Linked DNA regions of Anas platyrhynchos: region 1 is linked to region 2. A link is a contact called in public Hi-C data. All regions are on one chromosome and are shown on one strand. Each heading gives the region's core, a stretch centred on a gene start, on an enhancer-like site or on the middle of the called end of the contact. The rest is flanking DNA. Distances are from core to core; before and after follow the strand shown.

Evidence for each region. A called contact is a pair of places that touch in the nucleus more often than the background predicts.
Region 1: a Hi-C map of small yellow follicle shows a contact between it and region 2, with 2.0 times the contacts expected there. The contact joins the promoter of FGD3 here to the enhancer-like site in region 2. A contact is called at or near these places in 2 of 8 Hi-C or Micro-C datasets (F5 follicle and small yellow follicle).

The regions. Positions count from the first base shown.
Region 1 is chr13:20,278,259-20,284,500 of IASCAAS_PekinDuck_T2T, reverse strand. It overlaps FGD3 (FYVE, RhoGEF and PH domain containing 3), which reads left to right and starts at 2,793. Exons shown (of 19, transcript XM_027467624.3): 1 at 2,793-3,176. The coding sequence starts at 3,041.
Region 2 is chr13:20,234,824-20,240,921 of IASCAAS_PekinDuck_T2T, reverse strand. All of the region lies in intron 1 of FGD3 (FYVE, RhoGEF and PH domain containing 3), which reads left to right. Among named protein-coding and RNA genes, the nearest start is that of FGD3, 44 kb to the left of the region's middle. Within about 2 kb of position 3,296, at least 3 of the 8 cell types and tissues checked have an H3K27ac peak or open chromatin away from gene starts, as enhancers often do. A contact at or near this core is called in small yellow follicle, where this site is marked.

The DNA of each region.
Region 1 (6,242 bases), core at 1,544-4,043, 44 kb before region 2:
GCTCAGCAAGATCCAGTTCAATACAGAAGATTGCTAACCAGTTTCTGTTCTATTTAATAGAGGCTTTGACTTCTTTGAGATTAAGCCTGAGAACAGCAGAAATGGCAGAAATGTTGACAAGAGGGACTTGTTCCCATTATGACTTCGTTCATGAGAGACTGAAGGGAAATAGCTAGGGTGCCTCTGATAGTCATGCTAGGAGGAAAGGGCTTAGCATAGCTGGATATGGATCTACAGCTTGCAACTCAGCAATAGGTTGAGTGCTGTGCTTTTACTCAAACTGTGCCCCAAAGCACAATCCCAGGTTTTGTTCCCCACACTTTTAAATGACTGAATTCCTCTCAATTCAGGGGGAAAAATAAAGCAACTACACAATATTCAGAGGAAGTGTCCCTTCCTGTTACAAAACCAATTCTGTAGCAGTTTTGCTTTTTCAGCCTATCTTCCCAGTAGCTTTTATTCCTTCAACTCCTTAGCAGAGTTGCAAAAAAGAGTACTTCTTTTATTTGTTGCTTATCCACTGATATTGCTCTCTGACTCCAAATTACTTACCTTGGTTGAAGACATAGCTTATTCGTAGATTTAAAGAAACTTACACTGGCCCTTTGTTACAATCCTGGTTGGCCAAAAGTAATGGCCACAAATTAATGTTTACTTAAATTGTAAACTCCCTCCAGAATTACTCATTGAATTCAACAGGTTCTGGTCAGAGATGCAAATTAAATACTGCCCATGCCCAGACCATAAAAGTTGAGAGTACCTACAATAAAAAATGCTCTAATTGAAAGAAACAATGAAACCAAAATGTTGGATAGGATGGCGCAAGAAGCGGATGGAAATAAATCAATCATTTTATTAAAGAACAATGGTTATTTGTAATGGTGCTATACATAAATATATGCCTAAAATAAACACTTATTTGTCTTAGCTTTATGCATTATGGTAAGGACTTCATTTTGTTTAGAGCAAAGAACCTGGATAATTTCCAATAATTTTTAAGCCTGTTTTTGTTGCTGAGCATCAGTCCTATATGATAAGCATGTAACAATAACTGGTAAGCTGTGATCTGCTCTGATGAAAGTACTTCAGAGAGAAGCTGTCTCATTATTCTAAAGGACAGGACTAATTTCATATACAGGAAGGAGTTTAATCTCTGGAAGGGTTGGTTGTATGTTAAATTCCTATATTAATGCTTTGAGGCTGGTCTTGAAATACATCTTACAGATGTGATTTCAAAAGAAACATCAAGAAATCCAGGCTGGCTCCTTACTGATAAATTTCCTTCAGGCCTCCATAGTCTGGTTTAACTGGACCTTATTCATGGCTTTACTCCAGAACAGCTAGTCTTTTTGTTTGGGAATAATTAGTCCAAAGAAATCCATTTTATGAATTTCATTACAATAACGTTCTTCTGCTCCACCACAATATTAAAGTTACTCAAAACCGTATTTCCATGATGGGACCTACATCATGGCTAGTTAGTTGTCTCAGGGAAAAGATAAGGAGCAAAGATTGATTATTGGGTAATGAAAAATAGACTAAAGCCTAATATAGTTAATTTCTGAATTTACTGTTTTGCATTTTTTCCTAAGGGGAAATGCCTTTCGGAAGACAGTTTTCTCATTTTTGTTCTTTGGAGATAAATTGTTTGATATGTGTTTTTAAGCTTAATTTGGTTGTTTTACTTGGTATTATTCAGTCCTTGCAATGAGTGGTTGATGATCTTACCTCTCAGAAAGCTGTCCTTTAAACATGTACTTCATCTGAAGACAGTGTTTTAGCATGGCTGTAGCACACCCTCTGCAGAAGGGCCACTCTGACCACAAGAGCAATGCTTCATCAGCACAGCATTAATGCCCCATTGCCTGTGAAGGACAGCATCACCCTTCAGTTCCTGGCACATTCTTCTCCCTGACAAAGACACAGAGCAATGAGTCAGTCCTGGTCTGCCTTTTCAAGAAGCTCTGAAACGACATATGGTTTGGTGTGGCTTTCTGGGAGGTGAGCAGCATTTGGTTGTCTGAGGGGACTGCACAACAGGGCTCATATTCTCTTTGCTTTCCACTCAAGATGTAAGGGAAAGGGCAGCAGTTTGGAGAGCCATCCACGGCCCTGGGACAGATGCTTTCAGCTTGGCCCTGCTACATGCCCAATAGCCACCCTCAGCAGCTGCACAAAGAGCTTTTGGCACTGATGGCAACAGCTGGTGTGGGAGCTGGGAGCCTTGTGAAGCTGAGGAGCAGCTGAGGGAATTGGCGTTGTTTAGTCTGGAGGAGGCTCAGGGAGACCTTATTGCTCTCTACACCTGCCTGAAAGGAAGGTGTGGGGAGCTGGGGGTCGGCCTCTTCTCACAGATAACTAGTGATAGAACAAGGGGGAACGGCCTCAAGTTGCGCCAGGGGAGGTTGAGGTTGGAAATGAGGAGACATTTCTGCTCAGAAAGAGCAGTCAGGCATTGGGACGGGTTGCCCAGGGAGGTGGTGGCGTCCCGGTCCCTGGGGGTGTTCAAGGAAAGGTTGGACGTGGCGCTTGGGGACATGGTTCAGTGGGTGACACTGGTGGTAGGGGGTGGTTGGAACAGATGATCTTGGAGGGCTTTTCCAACTCAATGGTTCCGTCATCCAAACAACAGGGCGGCAGGGCTTCGCCCTGGGCCGCCTCAAGATGGATCAGACCCATCAAGCGGGGCAGCCCGCGGTCCCGGGCGGCAGCCGCGCCTCCGGGAGGCGGCCACGGCGCTGCTGAGGAGCCCGGAGCCCGGCAGCGCCGTCCCCCGGCCCCGGGGCGCTCCCTTCCCCTCCGCCGCCGCCGGCCGGGCCGCGAGGGACGGGACGGGGCGGGGAGGCGTGAGGGGGCTTCACCGCCCCGCCGCGGCCTGCGGGCACGAAGCGCCAGGCCGGCGGGGCGATCCCATCCCCTCCGCTCCCCTCCGCTCCCCGCCCCGCCCGGGCCGCGCCGTGCCGAGGCGGGCGGCGGGAGCCCCTCCCGCCTCCGCCGCCTTCAGGGGCGCCTCGTCCCGCTGGCGGCGCCTCACGGCGCGATGCAGCTGCAGTGGGAGGGAGAGGAAACCCACCCCCCTCGCCCGGCGGCCGCCTTTGTAACCGCGCAGCCCGGCCCGACTCGCAGCGGCTCGGCGAGCGCCGGAGCGCGGCGGCGGGAGCAGATGGAGCCGGAGGGTAAGGCTGCGACCCCGGGCCGGGCCGGGCCGGGCCCCCGCGGGGCTGCTCCGTGCGGGCTCCGCGCCGCGCCTGCTGAGTCCTCGGCGGGGCTCGGGCTGCCCGGGCCGGCGGGGAACTTCTTTCTCTCCCCTTCTGCCTCTCCGTTTCTCCCTCCTCCTCCTCCTGTGCCCGGCTCGCAGCCCTTCTCCGCGGGGCGAGACCCTGGCGGGAGGCCCCCGGCTCCAGCCCGGGCTCCGGCCGCGTTTTGGGGCGCCCCGGGGGCTGGCGGCAGGGCCCCGAGCCCCGTCCCGGGCTGACAATGCCCGGGGACCGCGGCTCTGCGGGAACGCGGTCCTGAGCTGCGCAAATGTATTTTTAGGTCTCCTAAAACCACATAAAACCCGTCCTGTTAAACACTTATTTTGGTAAGGCTATTATTAACGGCACAGATCAAATTTGTTTCCTGCCAATCCATATTTAGGCACTCGTGAAATGCCAAGTTTTTTCTCCGCTCTCTCCTTTTTAAATACCTTTTGGAGCTGTTAGTAGTTATAATGTAAACCATTTCTAGTTGCAAATTGGAAACCTCTGAGCCATAATGGTCTGTTGCATTTAGCTGGCTGGCTCTTGTAAGCTCTACATTCTCATGCAAAAAAAAAAAAAAAAAAAAAAGCCTAAAAAACTTACGAGATTCATGTTTTAAAAATTGGCTGCATACATACATCGTAGCTGTTTTTTAAACCTCAGTACCTAAGTCACATTTTCCATTCCAAGCATTGAGAGTGGTTAAACTGTGTTAAAGGGATAGCTCTACCTTGGTTCCTGTGCGAGCTTTGGGGAATTTTAGCACAAAGGAAAATGGCTCTACAATGTAACAGAACTGGGGGCTAGCGCTTCTTGCAGTGCCTGAAACACAGCAGCACCAAGGACTGAAAGGGACTATTGGCAATTGTTAATGGCCAGAATTGGGTTTGTTGTCCACGCGGAGAGGCGTACAGAATGTAAACGGAATACATCTGGTGACGAACACACTGATAAAAATATTTTTTTACATTCTTTAAGATGTACATTTGTACTAGTAAGCCAGCTTTCACACCATTAGAAATTAGAATGCTTTACTTATACAGATGATATTCGAGCTAGCAGAACCGTATTTATAAAGTCATACTAAGCAAACTGGGTTTGTTCGTATATCTCCTTAGCTTAATAAAGCTGGAGGAAAATGATAAAAATAAAATTGAATTTAAATGAGTTCCTTCTTTTGAAGAAATAAATCCTTGTGTTGTACAAATGCAGTTTCTCTTCTGCCCTACTTCTTGGGCAGGTAAAGGCTGGATCAACCCAAGAAAGATCACAGTGAGTTGCAGACCTGCTGAGATTTACCGTCTGCCCTGGCTTCAGGGCTATTCAGACAATCTGACTCCTGGCATCTCCTGGGCTACTCGGGTACTTCAGTATGTTAAGCTTGGAGACGGTCCTCCTGTGTGGATTTGAGCCTGCAGGAGGTGACCAGGGATACCTGTGTTAGCAGCCTCTCCGTGAGTTACAGAAGGCTCCCAGGTTAGCCACTGGTAGGTAGGTGCTCTAACTACCCCACCGTATGCACGAATGTGTAGCTTTGTTGGCTGTGGTTGTCTTCAGGGACTAAGAGAGAGTTATTTCTGTTTGCCAAGTTACAGCACCTACAGTGTGGTGATCTAACTCACATATGTAGATGCTAACCTTGCTCCTGGGACTTTGATCAAATGTGTCCTGCTCACATCATTCCTGAAGGAGGCTGGAGGTGGAGTACCCTTCAGTGCGGCTCCTGGCATTTAAATGTACGTCTAGAACACTTGCTGAAGACGAATCTAGGACCCTGTCTTCCCAGAGGAACTCTGTCTCTTTATAGATACATAAGGTAGGAGATCCTTAAGGCATCTTCCACAGAGATGATAAAGAAAGATAGGGGATGGTAGTAGGCTACCCTTTCCTTAAGGAAATCTAGCGTGGTCTAGCAGTGCCACAGGAACTACTGACCTGGAAAACTCTTGTGGATGCCCCCTGTACCACATCACTTGAGGCAGTAATGTGCAAAGAGTTTGGGACTTGAAAGCTTATTTGGTCTTGAAGTGACTCAGAGATGGAGGAAAGGATGTTCATACCACTGAAAATGATGAAATCAACAGAGAGCACTGAAAATCCTTGTGGCTTCTTGTGTGGGATGAGCTTCTGTAGCATGCTCAAAAAGGAGGAAGAGTGTCCGAGGCCAGTAGCAGTGGGAGCAGGTTGCTGAGGCACTGGGGCTCCGGGAGGAAAGGCATGGGAAGTCAGAGTCCAAGGTGATGATTTTTCCCTTGTGCATTCTTTGCATTGTGATATTTTCAAGATGGGCTCTGTGACCTTTTCCCCCCCCCTAAGCAACGCGAGATTTTTATGCTGCAAGCTCAGTGATTAAGTTGTTAGGTGTTTGTTTTGAAGGAAGCCTTGCTCTCAAGCAACCTGCATGGGATGGTGTGGTTTGGGGACTGCTGCCCTCTGAAAGCCTATCTAAAATTTGTGCGTTTTCCACTCGTTTTCAGTGCCTAACATCCTTAAGGCAGTCTTTAGGAGCAGCTTTGTCCTGCATGAACCATTGAGCGGGTTTGATGGGCACTGGATGAACGCTCTTGTTCCTGACTGAGGCTGATCTGCTTCTACAGCCCTTACTCAATGATAATTGATATATTGCTTTAAAAGTGTCTGTACCTACTTTTGTTTTAGGTGTCTTGTTAAGTTTATCAGACTCCAGTCACATTGATGCAAGTGTTCCTCCTTTGGTTAGTGTGCCCGAGTAGCCTGTGTGAGACCTGAGAGGACAGCGAGTGTTGATGTAACCATGATGTGATTAATGCTTTGTTTCCTCTCTGTATGCTGGCTCCTACTAAAGCAGCTGCAAACTTTTAAAATGCATTTGAATAAGATTCATTTGCTTCTTCAAGCTGCTTGGTAAACAATTTCAATATTTTTCTTTCATTAAATACTCAAAACTCAATTTAAAACTATTTAAAAGGGGTGGCAGGTAAAAAGTAACAAATACTTCCAGTTCCTGGGGCTGAATACAGA
Region 2 (6,098 bases), core at 2,047-4,546:
TTAGGGTAGAGAATAACTGTTCGCTAACAGTGTGTGTGTCACACCTAAGTCAGTCACACTTCTCTTTTCCTTTTCGAATCCGTATCCTTGTTCCGGGAGACGGTAGATGAATTTAGTTTTTCTCTATTGTAGATCTTGTGCTCCGTGCCATTCTCTTAAGATAAGCCTGTTGTGTTTATTTTCATAATGCTTACCTTTGGTGAAGCCGTATTACTTTTCCCGTTTTATGTGCACTGCCACGGAGAGCTCTGTCCCGAAGCTGCAGGCTGTGATGGTTGAGGCCCACATCAGGAGATGATCCCAGAAGCAGCTGTCTGGGTGAGGAGCAGTGCGGGGCTGCAGCTGGCTCAGGGCTGGCTCGTGGTGTAGGCTGATGCCGTGGGGTCAGGGTGGGCCTTCAGGCTCTGTCCTGGAAAAGAAGCAAAACTCTGGTGTTAGAGGAGAGGGGAGGAAGGAAAGCCCTTTGTGTTTGTCAGACCTGCGCTGTAGGGAAGAAGAGCCTGTAAGTTAGGAGAAAAGCAAAGTCACCGTGCCCTTTTGTGCATCGGGAGAGCCATAGGTGGCTGTTTGTGGTGAGGAGAAAGTATGGCTACAGCATTTCTGAACAGTCAGTTGGGAAATCGCCCTCAGTGACCCTTGGTAAGGAGCCTTCCGCAGGTCATACTGACCTGAAGAATATGGCAGAGCCCTGGATGTCCTCTTTGTCTTTCTGAAGCACTGTGGTTTAGAGGATGGGTATAAATCTCCTCTCATCTGTGACTGGAAAATCAGAGACATTAACTGGGATTTTTTCCATTTGTCTCTATTTTTTTCCAGTTGCTTTGTCAGTGACCATGCATCCTTCAATGAACAAAATGCAGGATAGGTGGTTCAAGCTCTTCATTATCATTAGTGCAAATGAGCTCTTAAATCAAAAACCACCTCAAACCAATTATTTTGCTTGGTGGTGATGGCTTTTCCTCTGTCCCAGCCCATAGCAGTACCTTCCCAGAGCTTTTCCATCCTGGAGCATGGCTTCAGCTGAACGAGTGTGGAACTGGTGGTTCGCCACCGTGAGGTCTGTCGTGGCTGCAGGACTGCTGGCAGCTCGGGCAAGGGAGCTCTGACAGGAGAGCCAACCATGTCCATTTAACCTGTGGGACTCTTCTTGGTGGCTGTCCCCTTCCTCCTTGGCTTTCTGCAGAGAGAACTGTCCCTGCCTAGCACAGGAGGTGGAAGGACGTTGGCAGTGCAGTGGGCGTGAGTTTATGGAGGCTGGATTTGGAGATGGGGGGTGAAGCCTGAGCTCTGGGCTTCTCTAGTTGGCCCCAGTTTATTTACAAGCACAGTCATGTTGCTTAAAGTGTTTTCTGAGCACTAACTTTGGTGACAAGAAACGTGTTTTTCATGTTTTTTTTCCACACAGACCTCTGGTGGCACTGGGCAGTGCTGGGTGAGCAGCCGTGCCGCAGGCCGGCCTCCTCTGCTTCTGGGGCTGGGGGAGCAGGCTGCGCTGGAGCAAACGCCAGGCCATCATCGGGCGTCATTGCAGTTCCCTGTGGGCTGTTTCCTCTTTTTTATTATTACTGCTGTTCTGTGAAGGGATTTTGAGGCCTCACTGATGCTGAGCAGTGTGCCTCTAAGGAAGCAGAAGGTGTGGAAATTGGAGAGGTATGGCGTTTGGAGGGGTACAGTGTATGTTACTGTCTATTGCTTGATGCTGGCTCGTTTGTTCACCTTAGGTGTGAAATTATGGTTCTAAAAGGTGGCTCATTCAAAGGTGTTTTTCCTTGTGGTGTGATGTTTGCAGCAGTTTAGGCTAACCGGAGCCTATAGAAGATAATACAGCTGATTAAGAAACAACACAACAGCAACAAATTTTTAAACAAAATTTTAATTAACAATTTTTAAACAAAAGTTTACCCATAACCCCTCCTAAGGAATTGATACAACTGTGATGATATAAATAAATCATACTTTGACTGTTGAGGAATATAAGAGATCAGAATTATAAACTCATTGCAAGTCGTTCATTACCTGAACTAAACTTGCAATAATCTTTTTTCATAGTAGAAGAAAATTTGAAAAAAACAAACAAACAAAAAAACAACTCTGTATTTTTCTTAACAGCTTCTGAGTTTCTGTAATCAATCTTATTCTCAAGTCAGTCCATTGTTTCCAGGCATCCTCTCTCCTTAATAATGCAGCTTTGCCAGCAAGCATACATTGTACACATTGAGTGTTCTCCATCAATAAAAGGACAATATGGAATAATGAGGCAGAAATTTCATGAAAACCACTAATTATTGAGACAATGACTGCCATACAATAAATGCTACTTTATGCAATATAATTTTAAACACAACTGTTTAGACATATCCTGAGCAACTAACATAGTTTATAATTATCCTTATCATCTATACACTTATATATGAAAATGCTAGTTGCCAGTTACATTTCTTGTAATGATAGACCAGACTCTTTCTTAGTTTACTTCAGTATTGAAGACTAGCAGTAACAGAAAATGTAAATTGTTTCTGTGGTATTAATTTGAATACACATTCGTGATAATGCTCTGATTCTGAAATTGCAACATGTATATACATGTATATTTCTTTAAAATCATTACTAGCACAGCTGTAATCCAACTTGAGATCATTTATGATGTGCTTTTTCTTTAGAACAAAGATTTAGCAGTAAGTCACAACGATTTTAGCGTTTGTGATTTACAGCATGTCCTTATGGCTTGTAGCTATGGATTTGATGAAAATGTGGTTATAAATAACAGGAGAAATGAAATGGTTGCTACAGATACAGTAAATTAACTGGAGTTTTGTTGGGAAAACCAACAATAGATCTTTTTACTGTAGCTTTTTTCTGTAGTCCATGTTACAGGCCTTTGAGTTGGTGTTAACTTTCTTTGGTGCTTGCCAGGGTGAGATAAATATAAAGGGTGCTTTATACTATCCTGTCTGCTCTGGGATCCAAAATACTGGAGCCAGTTCAGTGGCTTTCACTCTCTTCCAATTTATTTATCCCTGCCTTGTTTTGGTGGAACACCTTTAACCTCTCTGGGTTCTTAATCCTGCTTGTGCTGGAATCCTTAGAGACAGTAGGTCATGGTGTAAAAAAGCACTAATTTAGGCCAAGAAGATGCAAGTGCAAGCAAAGTAACACTTTATGCTCAGTTGCTCCATTTGGAAAGTGCAGGATCCACTTGCGTACCTCCTTGGAAAGGGGAGCAGTGTTGAGCTTGACATCAGGAGTGCCTGGTGCAACATGCCTTCGGAGTAGTCTGTTGGATCTGTATCTGCGGGGCTGGCCTCTGGTGGAAGCAGAGTGCAGAGCCTGAGGCTGCGTGGTGGTGGTAAGGGCTGCTTTCTCTAATCTCTTGTATTTGTTCCAGGAGTGCCGCGGCGTCAGTTCAGTGGAGGTTTGGGATGAGCCTTGTTGCGGGAAGCGGTGCCTTATCAACCACTTTGCTTCCATGTGTACGTTGAGGGTTTCTCAGTGTACCTGAGGTGAGATAGGCGCACCTAACGTTGTTTATCTTAAGTCATGTGTCGTTGGGTAGGAACTGAGAAAAATCAGGCTCTGCTGTACAAAATGAGCAAGCAGTTCAGCAGGGGGGGCAGGCCAGCCTGTGGCGAGCCCAGAAGAAAAGACACCTCTGCTCCTGGGGGCTTGCCAGCTGATGGATCTGTATATCAGTATGTTTATTCTGGTTAAAGTCCCCATGGAGGCCTAAAGCAGTCACAATGAAACATTTCTTATGAGATACTAATGAACAAAATGTTCACACAACCAACAGGTCTTCTATGCAAGAATTGTCTTCCAGCAAACAGGGGAGGGAGCTGCAGCATTTGCAGACATGACTAGAGGTTTGCTGATCCCATTGGCTGAGAAATCGAGGCAGTGGAGCCTGGACCTTTGGTCACCATTGAGGGCTGCCCAGTCTCCAAAAGGTGACATCCAGGACCCAGGTGGCTGGACCTCTCTGAGGCTTCCACAGTGGTGGCTGCACTGCTTCTTAAGGGTTAGGTAAAGTCTGGCTCAGATACATTTGCTCCAGTAGTACCTGTGAGGGCAAGGCCCTTACTTAGTACTCAATCTCAAAGGGAGGAAGGCTACCTAAGTGTTTTAGCTTTCAAATGTGTAGCAGCCAAGTATGATGACTTTGTTTGAGGTACCTCAAAGACTCCATGACCCTGTCGTTTTCTGTAAAGGTAGTATATTTCAAGTAGAGTTACCAAGCAGCAGTAAGAGCTGAAAAATGTTCTCCTTTAATGACTTTCGTGAACTACTGGACATACATTACTGTGAAATTGTTCTGTATTTTGCAGTGAGCAGATCTGCTACCAAAATAGCATATCAGTTTAAGAATGCTCTTTACGCTTTTCAGTAATGAGGCTGACATTTCTTAAATTCTTTAGCACAAAGTGGCCACACCTTATGCTAATGGAGAAGAGCTAGCCCTGCCTGGTAAAGCATAGTTCTCTGGCAAAAACCTGAGCTCTGTTTTACCAACTTTTATTTAGTACCTAAATAGGCTTCTGAATGAGCAGAAGATAATTATTGGTTTACTAAAACCAATAAAACATTTCAGGATTAAAAAAAAAAAAAAGCCAGTTAATTGGGACACTGTTGGAGATGCATTACGCTGTCATTAAATCTTAAGCAAAGGATAATTTTTACTCTCCTTATTGGCTAAATGAGAGTTTGCTCATTGTAGTGTGTGCCATTAAAAAGATTCACAAGCACATCAGCAGAGCAGTGTGAAAGAGTCCTGCATAGTGCTTTTGTCATTAGTAAAAAAATGTAATAAGATTATAGTCTCTGAAGAAATACATGAAGCCCTTTTCGGTGGCACAGTGTTAAAAGAAGGCTGGAGTCTTGATGGTAGTGAGTAGTGTCTGGCTGTTCTCGAGCTTCTGTATTAGTCTTGTAAATCACTGGAGAGTGGGCAGTGTAACACTTCTCCCTCTGATTTTCCTTCCCACTGTATAAATAGTGCTGGGAGCTGCAGATCTGCCATCTTTCTCTTTGTTCTAGGAAGAGAATCCCCGAGACAGTAAATCACACAGATGCAGGTAATCTGAGAGGAACAAACCGAAATGCTTTGGCTGGGATAATTTGTTTGTGTCTAACCTGTGTAAAATCTCTTCAGATTTGTACAGTGATGGATTGCTCTGGCATTGCGGCTCCTGTGTTCAGGCAGGACAGGTGTGAAGTCCTGGGAGTGTTGGTAACTTGAAAAATGCTCTTTGATTTGCATGATCAGTGTAATTGTAAATCAGGACTCTTTCATCATAACGAAAAACCTGTTACCTGTCAAGGAGAAGCATGCTCTGTGTTCATCTGATAAGGTGTCGGGAGCGCTGGGTTGCTCTGCCCGCCTTCCTCTGTCAGGGGTCAGCACCTCCTGCCAGGAGAGGGGCCGTGCTCTAGGCACCTGGGGTCAGTGCGGGCTCGGAGGTGGGCAGAATGATGAAACGGTAGCTTTAGCTTAGGAAATCCATGGTGAAAATGAACTTGGAATTGCAGCTACGTCCTGTGCTTCACCCTTGGTGACCTTCCAGCCAACACCTGGCGCTGCAGACGGGAGCCAAAGGCAGTGGTGTGTGGGGCGGTACCTCTGAGGGACTGGGGGTCCCAGGGCACCCATCCCAGGGCTGTATAAAAAACAGCCAGGCTAACGCTGGAGACTGGAGCTAGATTGAGTTTATAGCCAGAAAAAGGTGGGATGAGAAGTGTGTTTGGGACTGTGAAAGAGGAAGGGGTAGGGAAAGGTAAGTTGAAATGCTGCTGGAGATCGCAGTGGTGGTGTGAGGGAGTATTATTGTAGTATGGGATTGGGAATAAACTGGGGAGAGGAGAGCATTATCTTCCATCTTCTTGCAGAAGAGAAGAAGTGGAATGAGGCGTTATGAATTAATGACTTATGTGTTTCATTATACTTGCGATGAAATACATGAACAAAAATCCAGTTGTCCCTTCCCTGTCTGAAGTGGGCCCCTGCAATGCCTTGAGCTGAACTGGGCCATCTGGGCCTCGCCTGCTACAGGAATTAAGTCTGAAATCTAGTACTGAATTTACACACCTTGTGTCATGCTTCAGGA